Linked DNA regions of Mus musculus: region 2 is linked to region 1. A link is a contact called in public HiChIP or PLAC-seq data. All regions are on one chromosome and are shown on one strand. Each heading gives the region's core, a stretch centred on a gene start, on an enhancer-like site or on the middle of the called end of the contact. The rest is flanking DNA. Distances are from core to core; before and after follow the strand shown. Region 1 holds the start of Tmem168 (transmembrane protein 168). Region 2 holds the start of Mdfic (MyoD family inhibitor domain containing).

Region 1 (2,700 bases), core at 125-2,624:
TATGAGGATGTTCCTCTGTCCGCCCCCCCCCCCCCCCTTGCTCCATCATGCAAGCTAGGTAAGCATGCTACCACTGAGATAACACCCACATGCCCTATTTAAGGATTTGGAGGTTTATCTGAAAGGATAAGCCATTTAAAGGTTGTAAGGCATTTTTAAAACACACATTCTCCCTCAATCCACAGAAGAAACTTTGTCGGATAGATGTTATCAGTGTTTGTTTACACATGAGCGGGCTAGGGGTTTGAAATGGTTTGACCTATATGAGGGGCTGCAAGCAGCAGGAAATGGAATCAGAAGGCAGGCAGGGACTTTTTGGTGGAAATGTTTTTTTTTGGGAAAGGAAAGGGGTTTTCTTGCTTTTTGCCTGGCCGTATTCTATTCAGGCTTCGTTCAGAACTTGTTTTTCAGGCCCAACTGTGCATTCCCTAGTAAAATCTAGTTTTTAACTAAGAACGCCATGAAGTCAGTTTAGCTTTCTATCTTTCTTATCTTCCTGTTTTCAAGGTAACAAGTACCTTTGTTGTGTTAGCAACAATGTTGTTATGCTTCCAAGTCATTGTCCCCCTTAAAGCTAATGTGATTCCCCATTTGCTCAAGCATCCCTACCGCATCCTAATCGTTAAAGTCCCACTTTTACAAGCTCTCTATTGAACTGGAACCATTATCTCCTCTCCATTGCAAGATGGATTTATAGCGGTCCGTACGCGAACGAGACTGTCTTAAAGCCCTCCTTAACAACGTGTTCTTACAGGTATTGAATATCTTTTAAATTCATTTTGTACATGGAGGGACACACTGTTTCCCTGTATATTCACAGTCCTGTGAGAAAGGTTTTGTTACCATTTCACAGATGGAGAAACCAATTTCAACCCCTGAGACTGCTGCTCCGCAGCACCTGTGAAATGCGGCGCTCACGTGTGTACAACTATGTTAATTTAAGTGCCATCAGAATGCAGATTAAAATCATCTGTGGTGTTTGAAGGTGCGCTTAGGGCCAAGGAAAGCTAGCTAGGGCTGTAGAATAAAGATGTTCAGGATTGGGGATTAATGGCGGACTTAATTAGAAAAGCAGGCTGGGGCAAGGAGAGACAGGTTTTGAAGGTTTGGTCAGCATATGCAAAGCCATATATTATACCACCTATATGAAAGAGCAGCAACGCCTTCTACATAGATTTATAGTCCACTTGCAATTATCCCACTCTAGCTGGCTCAGTTTCGGTCCAACTCTAAGCGGTGACCTCGCTGCTTTGGGGCCTGATCATCCGTGGTCTTCCCTGCTTTTGCTGCTAATCCCGGGTGGGAGTTAAACAGGCCCAGGGTGGGGCAGCGCAGCGAGCACCTGCCTCCCCAGGCTCGCCGCTGGGCGTGGAGAGCGGCTAGGAGGCCGGGCCAGGGAAGGAAGCGCGCGGCGCGCCTTGTCCCTGACGGCGATCCGTAGCGCTGGGAGTCAGCGGCGGAAACATGGCGGCCGTGTCGGTCCTAGCGAAAGTTTCTACCGAGGCCTTGCGGTGCTAGTGCGGGAGGCCTCGGGCTCACGTCCCCACATCACCTCCGCGTTCTGGCTCGGAGGCTCCGCGCCCTTTGGCTCTGCGAGCTTCGCAGCGGAAAGAGCGAGGCTCGCTGGCGACCGCTGACTCGGGTAAGGGGCATCCGGGAGCCGAGGGGCGGCGGAGGGCTGGGGCGCCGCCCAGGGTCCGGCTGAGCCGGCCAGGCCCCGCCCCGTCGGCCTCCTGGTGGGATCGATGCTCGGGGGCTGGCGACCGCCAAGGGAGGGCGTGCCTCGGTGTCCCGCCTCACCCTGACCCGGGAGTCGCGTGGTGTCGCCTCGTCCCAGAGCTAAGGGGTAGCGGAACAGCCAGGGTCCCGAGCCCACTTCTCCATCTCTCGCTAGATCGAGCCCTAACGGGAGAGAAGTTACCATAGCTGCTCAAAAAGGAGAGTCCGAGTTGCCATTCTTCTAGTTAAGAGGTGGGCCGAAAGAGTTATTAGCAGGAACTCAGAGAAACTAGGCTGCAGGTCTCCAACTCCTGACGGCTCAGTGTTGTTCTTTCAGGTTTGGACATTTCCCCTACGAGGAACAGACATAGATTTCCACTGAAGGATTATGAAAGCGATACATTGTGTCTTGAAGTCCATTGTCTTAGGACACCATGAGGGCACTTTTCTGTTTTGGAAGAAATTTGGTGAATTAAGTGAAGGTTGGAGTAAAGCCAAGAGCAGACAAGCCAATGATTCCTGGACTCTCACTTAAGTACTAGTGCTAGCTGTGGCTTATTAGAAAGTGGTTTATTTTATCTGCATTTCTTAAGTAGTTTTTTCTATTATTAGTCAGTCTCCTCTCCCCGCCCCCCCCCCTTCGGAATTGAATGTTAACTTGATTACAGACTGCTGGATACTGAGCGTGCATTGTGGAAGACAGATCTCCCCAGAGACTTTGTGACCTGTGAAGAATGCAGACATTAAACAAATGGTGAAGAAAAGAGTAGTTTTACTTTTCCATTTCAGAGAGAGTGATCCGAGAGGCGATTCTCCTACGAAAAGAATTGTAAGCCCACACCTGAATGAAGGGTTTGACAGATAAAGGGCAGATAGGGCTAGGAGGAGGAAAAGGAATATGTCCAGAGAGGGCACGCCATTTCTGTAGTTCATAATTGAAGTGTAGTTGGAATAAAAGTGAGAGGAAGAGCAGTAACAGAT
Region 2 (2,700 bases), core at 88-2,587, 2.1 Mb before region 1:
CACCTGAAGTCTATTACCTTCAAAGAATTTTAAAATGTGGTTATGGAAGCTTCCCAGAAGCAAACGATTTTGTTTTCCCTTTGGAAGAACTCAAAAGAGTTAATTCATTCTTGGAACGTGTTTATTCCAAAACAAACGTTATTGAAAACATATGCACGAGCCATTCCAAAAGAAACTGGTCTCAGAAACCTGGATGCTTAACCTGGGGGTCAGAGTACCCCACAAGAACCAGAAAGATGAGGAGAGCCCACGCTAGCTCAGAGAGCAGAGACTGCCCTGCATGAGAAAAGAACATAAGAACTTAAGAGTACTAGACAAGGGTTGGAGACTTCACACCCCTCCTGAGTCCCAGGCCAAGAAGTGCTTAGGCAGAAGGTAGAAGCCATCTAGTCAACCAGTTTCTAGCAAGAAAAGGGAATAGAGGGGCCAGGGATCCCGCCCTCCTATCCGGTTGTTGATCTGGGGCAGTGATCCTCTGGCAGACTTGTTTAAGTAACATAAGTGTGCAAAAGTTCACAATTCCGAAGTTGAAGCCCATCCTCGCAGTTCCCCACTCCCACCACCACCACCACCCATCCCTAAGTGTGCAAGCACGTCCCAGAAACTCGCAACTCGCAAGTACTTGTTACTCACCGTGGGCCGGGGAGCCCAGCCGGCCGCCGCCCGCCTCGACCGGGCACTGCTGCTCCGCGGGCCCGGGAGCGAGGGCTTCACCCGCGCAGGACATGGGCCACGCTCCGAGCCAGAGCCGTCCCCGCGGGGTGCACGGACCCCAGCTGCTTAGGTGCTGGGTGCAGGAAACGGCCTGCCTCTGGCGGGAAAAGCAAAAGGGACAGCAGGATCAACTGTTTTTAGAGCACAGCACGCCGCAATGCCTGGGCCATTCCCTCCCCCTCCGCGTCCCTCCTCCAACTCCACCCCAGGGAAGTTAGGATTTGAAAGCAGCCTGGGGGGACGCTGCGAACGGGACGCGCGCGCTGGGAGGGGACGCGCGGGGACTCGGCGGCAGAGCGACCTAAGGGACCTCCACCTACCTTGGCATCCCCCCCGTGGGCTGTTCCGGGTCCCTTCCTCCCGCCACCGGTAGTCAGCGAGGCTCTGGCCGCGGCCCCATCACGCCCTGGCAGCCTGACCACGTCCCTCCGGCCCCGGGAGTGGCAGCGACAGTGGCAGCCGCCCGCGCTGACTCCGCGCACTCCGTCCCTTCCCTCCGGGCAGCCCCTCTCCTCCGGGAAGGACTTTAGGATCCACTTGTGCGTCTCTTTCACCCTCGCGCTGCCACTCCTACACTCTTCAAACACTTCTCTCTCTGTGGCTCCCTTTCATCATATCCGGATTGGGGTGGCCTCGAACTCTTGGCAGACAGCCCCGAGGTTGGGGGCGGCGCGACCTAGGTTTGGCCCTGAGCTCCCTTGCGAGGGAGCTGTCTGGGTCAGGAGGCCAGAGCTGGACAGGCCAGATGCAGGCTCCCTAGCCCAGGCCCACCAAGGTTAGGGAAAACAGGGAGGGAGCTAACCTTGGCAGCTCAAACATCTTCAACCTTTCTGGGAAAGTCCCCCTCAAACCACTTTCAATCCTGCCCTTCGATAGACTATTAAATAATCTTGAGGAATGCCCCAGGGAAGCGACCTTTGAAAACAGGGAAGGGTGTGTGTGTGTGTGTGTGTGTGTGTGTGTGTGTGTGTGTGTGTGTGTGATGAATGTACATGTGTGTTCAAACACACACACTGACTTTCCTGGTACTATGAAGACATAAATGTGTATTTAAAACCTTGTTCACAGGTCCCAAGTACTTGTCTAATCTCTTCATCTTTTTCTTTTTTATTACTTTACTTCTGTCAGACAGGATTCCTGATCTGGTTAAACCAGTTGCACAGAGCCACCCAGGAGTGCAAGGTGAACATTCTTGAGCACATCTGTCCTACCCCAGGCTGAGTGCCTCTCTGACCGTGTGACGTCTGCGGGAAGCTAAACTGTGCTCAGACGTAAAAGGTTCATTGTCGGTGGCTTTTTAAATGAAATGTTCTGACTGTGGCAGACTCTAAAGGGCCAAGAGCAAGTGTAACGGGCTGTTAAGAACTTTTATACATCTGGTTAATTTTTGTTCTTTGTTTGAGTGAAATGCAGAGTTCAGTGGAGGTGCATATCAAAACTGAAGAAACTTAATGGTTTCTCCTTCTCACTCACCCCCATCATTACTAATAATACATCAGGAATGTTTATCTTCAAAAAGTGACCATTCAAGTTCTTTTCAACTGACGGAAAAGGTCTATTTCTTACCTCTAAAGAAACAAGAACTTGATTTCAACTACTCCGAGAAATCAATCTTCAAAGGTTCTGAAGGCAGGTATTTGGATTCCATAGAAAATGGCATTTTTCTCGGTGACCTATAGCTAATAGATATGGCCCCGTTTTTAAATAAAATTTGTAGATTCATAGATGACATTGTAAAAAGTGCCTTAAGTCTCTTAAGAACGTGTCAAGAGTCTGGACTACATAGAACCTACTGTTGTGATCATAAAAAGAGAAAGAGCTATAAAGATATGTTCTAGCTGGTGGGGTGTGGGGAAGGGGGTGTCTTGGTGGGGCCCATGTCAAGCCATCCCTTCTTCCTGAGGGACCAGTCACAGGACTGTATAGTATAGAATAGAGTTTATTCAGGGCAGGGGGAGGGGAGTTAAGAGAATAGTAGAGGCAGAG

What was found. HiChIP or PLAC-seq counts read pairs in DNA pulled down with a chosen protein or histone mark.
Region 2: an H3K27ac HiChIP or PLAC-seq map of bone marrow-derived dendritic cells shows a contact between it and region 1, with 13 times the contacts expected there. The contact joins the promoter of Mdfic here to the promoter of Tmem168 in region 1. A contact is called at or near these places in 3 of 115 datasets of contacts at active chromatin or transcription factors (bone marrow-derived dendritic cells, bone marrow-derived macrophages and thymic regulatory T cells) and 1 of 9 other capture datasets (embryonic stem cells).

What each region holds. Positions count from the first base shown.
Region 1 is chr6:13,606,772-13,609,471 of GRCm38.p6, reverse strand. It overlaps Tmem168 (transmembrane protein 168), which reads left to right and starts at 1,374. Exons shown (of 5, transcript NM_028990.5): 1 at 1,374-1,642.
Region 2 is chr6:15,719,298-15,721,997 of GRCm38.p6, reverse strand. It overlaps Mdfic (MyoD family inhibitor domain containing), which reads right to left and starts at 1,337. Exons shown (of 5, transcript NM_175088.5): 1 at 1,035-1,337; 2 at 634-811. The coding sequence starts at 727.